2 separate regions of the Pan troglodytes genome follow, and region 1 is linked to region 2. Evidence: chromatin contacts called from public Hi-C data. All regions are on one chromosome and are shown on one strand. Each heading gives the region's core, a stretch centred on a gene start, on an enhancer-like site or on the middle of the called end of the contact. The rest is flanking DNA. Distances are from core to core; before and after follow the strand shown. Region 1 holds the start of LOC101058359 (phospholipid-transporting ATPase ABCA3-like). Region 2 overlaps DCUN1D3 (defective in cullin neddylation 1 domain containing 3).

Region 1 (5,468 bases), core at 195-2,694, 440 kb before region 2:
CCCCCTATCTCCCAGTTTCTGTGGGAGGGTAGGAGCCTAACTTCCCTGAGAGCCAATTAGCAAACACAGCTGGCCTAATCACGGAGGAAACACTTGTAAACTCAGCAAACAACTCAGTATGCTTCCGACAGCCCTCCAGCACCTTTCTACTCTCATCCTAGAGCTTAAAAACCTTGCCCCACTTTGTTTCAGCAGAGTTAGTTTAGACTGAGTTCTGGTCTCTCTTCCCTAGCACAACAGCTTTGCATAAAGTATCCCTTACATATGTGACTTTCTCTGGTGCAATTTACGCTTTCACAAAGGAAAACTAAGACAAATTAAACTACCTATAATCACTGAACTTCCACAGCCCCTTCTGCCATTTATGGAACACTTAACATGTTCTGGCAATGTAAGTATCAGGACCGCCCTCTGAGTTGGATACAATAGCATCTTTTCCTCTTATAGTTATTTTCAGATATCAGCCTTAGGAAATGGAGGCTTAGAGAAACCAAGCAATTTGCCATAGGTCACAGCAAATAAATTCTGGACTAGTCAGGACTAGGGACAAGGCATTTGCCTCCAAAGTCAGTGCGTTCAAGCACTTTGCATAGCCAATATAAAATTCCTAACAGTGCTTCTATTCGATTTGATTGTGTGTATGTGTGTGTGGGTGTGTGTGTGTGTTGGATGGGGGATGAGGAAGTCTCTGGAGGATTTATATGCGTGAGTTTTGTTTGGGGGTCGCCCTTTTGGGCTCTGCGCGCCCATCGCGGGTAGCGGGTCGGCCTCCCGGGCGTCGGGCAGCAGCTGCAAGCGCAGGGGGACGCCGGCAAAAGGAGGACGCGCCAGGACTCCCTACCACTCACCCTCAAGCCTCGCCCCTGCCGCCGCCGCCTCCGCCGCTGAAGGGCGCCCGTCCACCCGGCGGGACTCCTCCTCCCAACGCCCTCCCCAACCGCCAACCGCCCGCGGGCAGGTTGGCAGCCTGGCCCTCGCGCGGACCCGGCCGGGAGCTGGCTGCACGAGGGCCGAGCGCGCGCAGTGCGCGGAGCGGTAGGAGTCAGTGGTGCGCAAGGCAGGAGGTGCGGGTGAAGCTGTCGGCGGTGCTCGAGGGGAGCACGCAGGAACCTCCTCAGTCCCTCTTCCGCACGTGCGCCCACGAGTGTAGTCCCCAGTTTGTTCCACCTATTACCCCGCAGCTCCAGTGCGCCCCACCCGTTGCCCCACCAGCCCAACGTTACTTCTTCCCTGCTTCCTCGCCAGCCCGTCTGGGGGCGGGGACCTCACCCACCGCCCCACCCACCTCGTCTCATGCTCCCACCCACCTCGTGCCATGCGCACACCCATCTCGTCCCTTGCGCTCACCCACCTACCCTACGCCCCAAGTCCCTGAAAGGGCCCCACTTAGGTACCCTTTTGGGTGGTCTTCAGGTTCTTTGCCTTGTCGACCCTCCTGGACGACCCCACAATTCTCCGCCTCTCGCGGGCTTCTCTCTCCCTCGTGTGTCATGGTCACCTTCAGCTGGCCCAGCCGCTGAAGACAGAAGTTTAAGAAGATTCATGAGCCGCTGCTCCTCAGGGTCTACTGGAGTTTAGCAGATAACTTCCCAAAGGCCGGGGGTCCTGCAAACCCCTCATGCGGGCCACCCAAAAGATTCCGTCCTGGAGCAGACCCCGCGCCACGCGCGCTGTCCTCGCGTTCCTTTTTCCAGCCAGCGCAGCCCCTGCGGCTTCTGTCCGGGACGGTTCTGCGCGTGGGACGCCCAGCCCGCTTCATCTGCGCCCGCTGCCTTTACCCGCCAGCCACTCCGGCGTTTCCACCTCCGTGTATTTCTCATGCTCCCCACGTTCTATAATGCTTGCTCCTCTTGGCGCGCCCCACCCCAATTCTCGCCTCCAGTGTAACTTCCTGTTTAGAATCGCAGCTTCTGATTCGATCACAGGCCAAATTCACTCTCCCCTGCAATGCCGGATACGACTTGCTCCAGCTCCGAAGTTAAGCTTTGTCAGGAGAGGGCGCTAGAGGAACACTGCAGGACAAGGAGTTCTCTTCCTGGTTGGGGAAAAATCCAGGACTGTATAGAACATCCTCCGCCCCAAACTGGGAAAGGAGCCAACAGACCAAAGAATGACTCAGACCAGTCCAGCTTGATGAGTAGATGAGTTTATTGGGACTCACGTGTAGGGCATTTCTTTTTTTTTTCTTTTTTTTTCAGAGGGAATCTCATGGCACCTCGTTTTCATCATCACTGGATGATTTCTCTGGGTTAGCAAAGGTCAGGAAGACTTGTTCCAGTGTGATCTGACTGACGGAATAGTCTTCTAAATCAAATTGCTCTTTAGCTTGCTCCAAAATGCCAAACACCTTTAACAGCAGCAATAAAAACACAGTTACCATTGCAATCTCCCCTTCAGCCCCCAACTCAGATAAGCCTCTCCTCCACTCCCCCACTCCTATCAAGTGTATGTTGGAGGACAAAAGGCACAGAAGGGGGAGGTGAGAAGGCGGAAGAACAGAGAACTGAGAAAGTGAGAGGAGGCCATCTCTTGATGGACATGGCCTAATAGTCGGATTTAGGGGAAGAAATCAAGGCAATTAAACTCTAGGGGTGTTTGGAAAGTAACCTAACGCTGCTGCTCCTCCCAACAATGCCAGGCTCCCATTCCAAATGCCCGAATCCCAAATACTCCCCACCGTTAGTGCTCTCTTACTTAACATGCAATGTTACAAGGGCAAGATTTCTACCATCACCTTTCCCCAGTCCTTGCTGGGAATGTAGCAGTTAAGGATCCCTTGGTTCTTGTGTTTTAAGACACTACTCAAGAAAGGATAATAGGACAGGTGAATAATCTTACACACTTCATTTGAAATCACCAAAATATTGCTACATTTACTTAACTATATACTTGAAGGGGTGGATAGAGGAGGTTAATACAAAAGGAGATGTGACCTGCTAACCCAATCTCTTTGGTATCCATGATATAGTTAATGGTTTCGGCAGATTTATTCCTCATGAACTAGTCTTATTATGTGGAGTTCATAGCAATGATTGAGGGTACAAATATTAGCCAGTTCACCTGCCCAAAGTAAAACACCTGAGCCTTCTAAAAGTCTAATGTGGTCAGGTGCAGTGGCTCACGCCTGTAATCCCAGCACTTCCGGAGGCCAAGGCGAGCGGATCACCTGAGGTCAGGAGTTTGGGACCAGCCTGGCCAACATGGCGAAACCCTGTCTCTACTAAAAATAGAAAAATTAGCCGAGCGTGGTGGTGCACTCCTGTAATGCAAGCTACTCGGGAGGCTGAGACAGGAGAATCGCTTGAACCCAAGAAGCAGAGGTTGCAGTGAGCTGAGATCACGCCACTCAACTCCAGCCTGGGTGACAGAGTGAGACTCTGTTTCAAAAAGTAAAAAAAAAAAAAAAAAAAAAAGAAACTAAAAGCCTAATGTTACTACGAGACTTTATTCCTAAATGCAGTGCTGAGAATCTGAACCAGGATGTTTTCCTCCTGGCAGTGTGTGGGCATGTACAGTGTGTTTGGTGGGGAGGACAACAGGAATAATCACAATAAGAACAAGATTAATAACAATAAGGATTAATCATAATAAGAATAATCATAGTAAGAATAGCCTCACGTGTGAAACAGAAAATCACGTATAAATCACCAAAGTCAGGCCACTTGTTCTAGTTTCTTATACAGGTGAGTAATGATCCACTGGTAGAGTAGGAGGAAAGAGGGTGGTGTCTATTCCTAATTTAGAATAAACATTTGTATTTACACTTTTATTGCATATTTGTAGATTATAGCAAATTAACTGGGATTAAAAATGTTTGAAAAAACACGTTTGTAATGGTGTGGGATTTTTCTTAATGTTAGTCTTAAAGCATGTATTGCCTTCATGATCACACAAATAAATATGAGATATTTCAAACATCGAGCTTAATGAATTATTTAAAGCAAATACACACGAAACCACCCTATCCAGGTCAAGTAATAATAACGCATACATTCCCATGTGCTATTTCCCAGCTTCTGTCCTCTATAAAAAGTAGCCATTGCTTTTATTGTTATTTGAGCAATTCCCTAACAGTTCCCTTTTTATCTTTTTATCTACACATGCACCCCTAAAATTGTGATTTCTATTTTTCTACTTTTGAACTTCATATGAATGGAATCATCCAGTATTCATTCCTTTCTTTCTGCTTCACTCAATATTGTTTGGAAACTTCACTCATGTTGCATGTAATTATAATTCATCATTTTCCTTTCTGCACAGTAATCTGGTATATGAATGTTGTATATTTTCCATTTGTTTACTAATAGACATGCGGGTTGTTTTTAGTGTTTGACTTTTGTGAATATCACTTATTTGAATATTATTTTGCGTATCTCTTGGCAGAAGTGGATGCAAGTATCTCAGGTATATACCTAAAGGTAGAATTTTTGGGTCATTGCTTTTTGTAAAATTGGTTATGCCAACTTTAGCTTTCCCTTGGAGGTACACAGAACTGGTGAATATCCCTTTCACTCTTCACATAAGAAAAGGCTGGACAAACTGCAAATTAATAGCTTTTATTTAACCTATCAGTTCTCTGATTGGGCAAATACTGGACAAACACCTAACTCAGCATCATGGGAGAGACAGGTGCCGCAGGGAGCAACAGGACAAGCATCTACTTATACAAGGCAGACACTGCTAAATGACATATCAATTGGTAAGAAGATTTAAACATTTTTTAATGCATTGCTAAAGGCCAAGTATTGGTCTAGCATGAGAACATAAAGATCATTCTTTTATTTTTAACCTCTGTGATACAGTTTGCTTTAGTTGTGTTTCTTACATACCGCAGAGTTGGATTTTGCTTGTTAGCCAATCTGAAAAATATTTTTTTCATCTAGTCAGAGAATTAAGCCTTTCTATGTTTATTGAGAGGACCAATATGTTCTATAGAAGTTCTCCCACACTGTTCTGTAATTACATGTCAGTGGAAATACACATATCTACATACATGCATAAGACACACAGCACATATCCCCACTCTGGTTGGTTCTATTTATTGTTATATTCATGATACAGAAACATTTATGCATTTTAAAAATATGTATCAATTATGTTATATTTTATCACACAGATACCTTTCATTTAGCCCAAATTTTAGAGGCACATATAGTCAATGCCCACCATTAGTTCTTACACACAAGCTCTGCCAATCAATTTTTAGTTAATGGGAATTTTTTTCATGTGTATATTCTTCAGGAGGAGCTAATAGAAACAGCATTCCTTGTGTTCATGAGTCTTTGTGACTCTTTTCTCTTTTTTTTAGATGGAGTTTTGCTCTTGTTGCCCAGGCTGGAGTGCGATGGTGAGATCTCGGTTCTCTGTAACCTCTGCCTCCCGGATCAAGCAATGCTCATGCCTCAGTCTCCTGAGTAGCTTGGATTACATGCATGTGCCACCATGCCCAGCTAATTTTTCATATTTTT
Region 2 (4,923 bases), core at 1,385-3,884:
CTGGGAGGGAGTCCAAGTCCAATGCTGAGGAGTCTTCCTTGCAAAGATTGGAAGAACTGTTCAGGCGCTACAAGGATGAGCGGGAAGATGCAATTTTGGAGGAAGGCATGGAGCGCTTTTGCAATGACCTGTGTGTTGACCCCACAGAATTTCGAGTGCTGCTCTTGGCTTGGAAGTTCCAGGCTGCAACCATGTGCAAATTCACCAGGTTAGTCACAAACACTTTATGTCACCAGGTGAGCAGTGGAGGAAAGAGAACAGCATTGGGCAGTGGTGCCCAGCTAGGATAGGACTGGGTTGGCTTCATAGGGTTTTGGGTAAGTTTTTATTTTTCTGATCAGGTTCTCTAAAGCTTGAATGTTTTGAGCCAAGTTGTGGTTATGATGCTGAGAAGCCCCTCTGGACTCTAAGGGTTTAAAATATATCTCCCTGGCTCTGCAGCAGACCTACTGAATAGGAATCTCAGCAGGGAAGGCCCAGGCATTTGGATTTTGATAAAGATTCATGTCTGGTTCTAATGTGTATGCTATGGTTTTTTTTTTTTCTTTTTCTTTTTTTTTTTGCAGAATAACGCCTTTGCCTAATTCATAGGTCAAATTTCAGGCCTATCATAGCATTATTTGGCAGCTTCTGAGTAACTGGGCACTGCTCATCTTTGCCTTAAATGAGAAATAAGCCAGGGTGAGCCAGGTGGCCAAGTTGCTGCTCGGCCCCACTGCTGTCTTGGACCTTTCTTTTCTTTTACTCCTTTACATGTCAGTTCACTCACTCGATATTTATTGTATGCCCAGCATGTGCCAGGCACTGTGAGTACCAATATAATAAGTGCCTCTGGGGAGGGGATATGCCTCTCTCCCTCCATGAAGCCACTTGCCCTTTCTAGTACTTAGCATGTTGCCTGCCCTCAGCCAGGCCTGTGTATAATAAGGTCAGTTGGCCTCAGTTACTAAGCAGTAGCTGTGCATATTGTTCTGGTCATATGTCCCTATAGAATGTGGTTTGTAGAGCACGGGGTTATGAATAAGAACTGACTGTGAGGCCTAGCCATACAATTTGTAGTTTGCATGCCCCCCACCCCAGGAAGGTTACCCTCCAGACCTCAGAGGCCTCACCTCTTCAGCAGATACTACAGTCCCTGAGAAGACGATCAATGCGAGACCATGCTGTAAGCTGAAAGAGTTGTATAGATGTTAAAAATACATACGTAATTTTTGTTTTTTAATAATATAATTTTGATCTCTGGTGGTAGAATTACCCAGGTTCAGAATCCTTGGCTCCAGAAGTCTCCCTTGGCAATCACTAAAAATATACCCCAAACAAACAACCCATAGAGAATCAGAAGGGAAACAGGAAGCCTCCTCCTCTGGAAGGAGAAAGAATCCGCAGCTTAATCGCTATTGCAGAGCGGGAAACAGGGCAGGGAGCAGGAGACTTGAGTTTAGCTTTGGGAAGATGAATGAATGAATAAATGAACCATTATCAGCTGCCAACCGTGTGCCAGGCACTGTTAGAAGCAGAATAGTAATTTGTTTAGTCCTCACCAAAACCCTATGAAGTAAGGTGGTATTTTTACCATTTGACAAGTAAGGAAATAGGACTAATTAGTTGGAGGAGTTAGAATTCAAATTCAGACCATCTGGCCTGAAAGCCTTGCTCTTAATCACTATGTATATTGCCTGTAAATAGTATAGTTTATAATTATTAATTGTCCTTTTCCTTTCTGTTGCAGGAAGGAGTTTTTTGATGGCTGCAAAGCAATAAGTGCAGACAGCATTGACGGAATCTGTGCACGGTTCCCTAGCCTCTTAACAGAAGCCAAACAAGAGGATAAATTCAAGGATCTCTACCGGTTTACATTTCAGTTTGGCCTGGACTCTGAAGAAGGGCAGCGGTCACTGCATCGGGAAATAGCCATTGCCCTGTGGAAACTAGTCTTTACCCAGAACAATCCTCCGGTATTGGACCAATGGCTAAACTTCCTAACAGAGAACCCCTCGGGGATCAAGGGCATCTCCCGGGACACTTGGAACATGTTCCTTAACTTCACTCAGGTGATTGGCCCTGACCTCAGCAACTACAGTGAAGATGAGGCCTGGCCAAGTCTCTTTGACACCTTTGTGGAGTGGGAAATGGAGCGAAGGAAAAGAGAAGGGGAAGGGAGAGGTGCACTCAGCTCAGGGCCCGAGGGCTTGTGTCCCGAGGAGCAGACTTAGTGGCTCTGTCCCAGGAGCAGCAGCAAGGATCTGCCAGCTGCCCTGCAGCCAACTGAGGAATTGGACCATTTTGGAAATTACTGAAGATCCGGATATTTTCTACTTTACACCTTTCTCTGCCTTGTATCTGAAAGGGCTCTAAAATGCTGTATCATGTTTTAGGCACTTTCTTCATTTTTTTGGTTATTTTGGTTATTTCCTTTTTGGGGGGATCTCCCAGAATATTTGAACCTGGTTACATGTTGTGTATCTTTTTTTGAAGCCTTCAGATAGAATAAGCCTGCCATTTCTTGCACAAATTTAGGTTGTTTTTTTTTTTTTTTTTTTTTTTTTTTTTTTTTTTTTTTGGTAGGGGAGGGCATAGAGCAGGGCGGGGGGATGGGACTGTTAGGTTGAATTAACATTACAAAATGATACAGTGCCAGATCTCAGTTTCGCATATTGTTTTTCAGGGCAGGTCTGTACTGTGTGTAGTGCTGTTTACATGGTTGAATTTAGGTTGTAATAATTATTTTTAAAGATTTACACAGATTTGAATAGCAGTGTTAACTGTTAACCACATTGCATTAATTCCCAGGCAATTGAGAGCTCTTGGAGAGCCAAGGCCAGCCAAGAGCATTTGTAGTCTGGTGACAACCCCCTTTTAAGCTAATTTATCCAGAACCCTGATTTCCCTCACTTCTTGCTCATTCCTTCTTTGACCTATTGCATTTCATGTTGAGTTTTTCCGTCAACATGCTGCACCTGTCAGTCAAGTGAGCATTTTTTAAGAACACGTTGTACTGAGAACCACTTAAGCATTGAATGCGGAGAAAGCAGTGCTACCTCAGTTTTGCTGGAAGTAGACTTCTTTGATAGTTTTCTTTCTTTGATGAAGTTTCTGTATTTTCATGTTGTAAGTGGAAATACTTTTTTTTGTTTGTTTGTTTCATTTGCCTTGGAGCCAAAGTTTCTGTTCCTGGTGGTCGGGAAACTGCCTGCCGGCCAACTGACTTGAAGGAAAACTGTGGTATGGAGCTCTGCTTGAATTTTTTTTTTTAAATATTTTTATTTTTTTCTTTGAATATCATCAGCTTACTTGTCTGGCAAGGGCAGAAGCCTGGGGTTGGCCTGAACTCTGCCAAACAAATATCAAAGTGTATTTAATAGTTAAATTTGTGCCCTTTCCCTTCTTGCTGCACCCATGTTGTCACTTAACCCCCAGGAGTTATTTATTATCTTTTTGTTAAATGTCAGGCTCATTTGGGGTAATGTGATGACTGTTTAGGTTTACATGACCCTCCTCTCCTTTCCCTACCCCCAAATATGTATATATACATATATAAAATATGTATATATTTTACCTATATAAAATATATATATATACACATATATGTATCTATATTCCTTTGTTTCTTTGCCTGCTTATACTGGCCATAAAAGAGGGAGCTGCCTTCAATGTATAAAGTATAAGAAGAGTGCCAGGGAATGCCATAATGGAGGCTTTTGGATCTGAATTTGGACCATTTCACTAAAGAGAACATGAGTTTGCTCAGCCCTTTCCTCACAAGAGGGAGGGCCCCGGTTCCCCAGACTTTTCCACGCGCTGGCTCCATAAAGGCCAGCTTTGGCCAGGCTGCCACAGGGGCCTGAGGAGCTCACTCTGGGCCTACCTGGTTTCAGTTAGAGGGTCCTCCTGTTATTTTTCCATTTAAAAAGTATGTCCTCAGAAAACTGTACTGGAAGGATGGGTGGCAGGAACTTGTATAGTTCAGCTTCCAACACTTTGGAACAGATTAAAAAGGGAATCTTTTAAATAAAAACTTATAAAAATATTTATACTCTTGAGGTAATGAGACTTTGTCTGTTAAACATTTGGAGGTTTCTCCCCTAACCTAATACCCTGCTGCGTCCCAGGTATGTTTCTCAGCCTGGGCAGGAATTGCATGTTTTGAGTTCATTGTGAGCAGCCTTACAGCTCTGGGCTCCCATCTTAAGGATTATTAAAGAGTTTTGGCAGTTGGTATTTTTCTAAAACTGATATTGACCATAGGGAACATACTTGGAATTTGTTTTTTTTTTTAAATCCTAAACCTGACAGTTCCTCCTTCAGAGGGGCAAATGGGAAACTTTAAGATCATCCACGGTATAGTACTGCTAGAAAGCTGAAGGGGGTCTTGGGCCAGATGCCTGGCTTCTGTTCTAGCTAAATAAGACTCTTGAATAAGTCTCCAGGGGTCCCAGCAGGTTCTGTGAGATCAGTTGTAGCTGGGTACCCAGACTGAGGTTTTAAAAAGACCGCTTTTTCATTAAGCCAGTTTGCAACTCATTTTCCCCGGTTCTGGATTGGGTAGTGGTTGACTGAGGGAAAAGCCAGGCTGCTCTTGGCCAGATAAGGCCCTTTCCATCCCAGATCAGAGTGTATCAGAGAAAGCTGCACAAAAGAGGCAGGCAGCCCAGGACCCTGAGTACTCTGGAGAAACTAGGTTCCTTCCCCACCCTTTAAGAAGACATTCCGTGCATTAGATGTACTAGAGTGGATGTATTTTGTTGTTTTTTAAATTAACTATTTAGCCTCCTCATCCCCCACCAAAAAAGCCATTTAGTTATTTTTTGGTTATATTGATCCATTTGCAAATGAGAAGCCAGAAAAGGGAGCAGTCAGGGAGGGACTTACACGTTCCTTTCAAGTTTGAGTACTTGATGCTCAGCAAAGATTTCAAGCTTCTGC

What was found. A called contact is a pair of places that touch in the nucleus more often than the background predicts.
Region 1: a Hi-C map of induced pluripotent stem cells shows a contact between it and region 2, with 2.1 times the contacts expected there. The contact joins the promoter of LOC101058359 here to the enhancer-like site in region 2. A contact is called at or near these places in 2 of 7 Hi-C or Micro-C datasets (induced pluripotent stem cells and stem cell-derived neural progenitor cells) and 1 of 1 datasets of contacts at active chromatin or transcription factors (stem cell-derived excitatory neurons).

What each region holds. Positions count from the first base shown.
Region 1 is chr18:23,868,905-23,874,372 of NHGRI_mPanTro3-v2.0_pri, reverse strand. LOC101058359 (phospholipid-transporting ATPase ABCA3-like) reads right to left here and starts at 1,444. Exons shown (of 10, transcript XM_063796836.1): 1 at 1,356-1,444.
Region 2 is chr18:23,426,737-23,431,659 of NHGRI_mPanTro3-v2.0_pri, reverse strand. DCUN1D3 (defective in cullin neddylation 1 domain containing 3) reads left to right here. Exons shown (of 3, transcript XM_001158932.4): 2 at 1-208; 3 at 1,730-4,923. The coding sequence ends at 2,213. Among named protein-coding and RNA genes, the nearest start is that of LYRM1, 40 kb to the left of the region's middle. Within about 2 kb of position 2,634, at least 5 of the 24 cell types and tissues checked have an H3K27ac peak or open chromatin away from gene starts, as enhancers often do. A contact at or near this core is called in induced pluripotent stem cells, where this site is marked.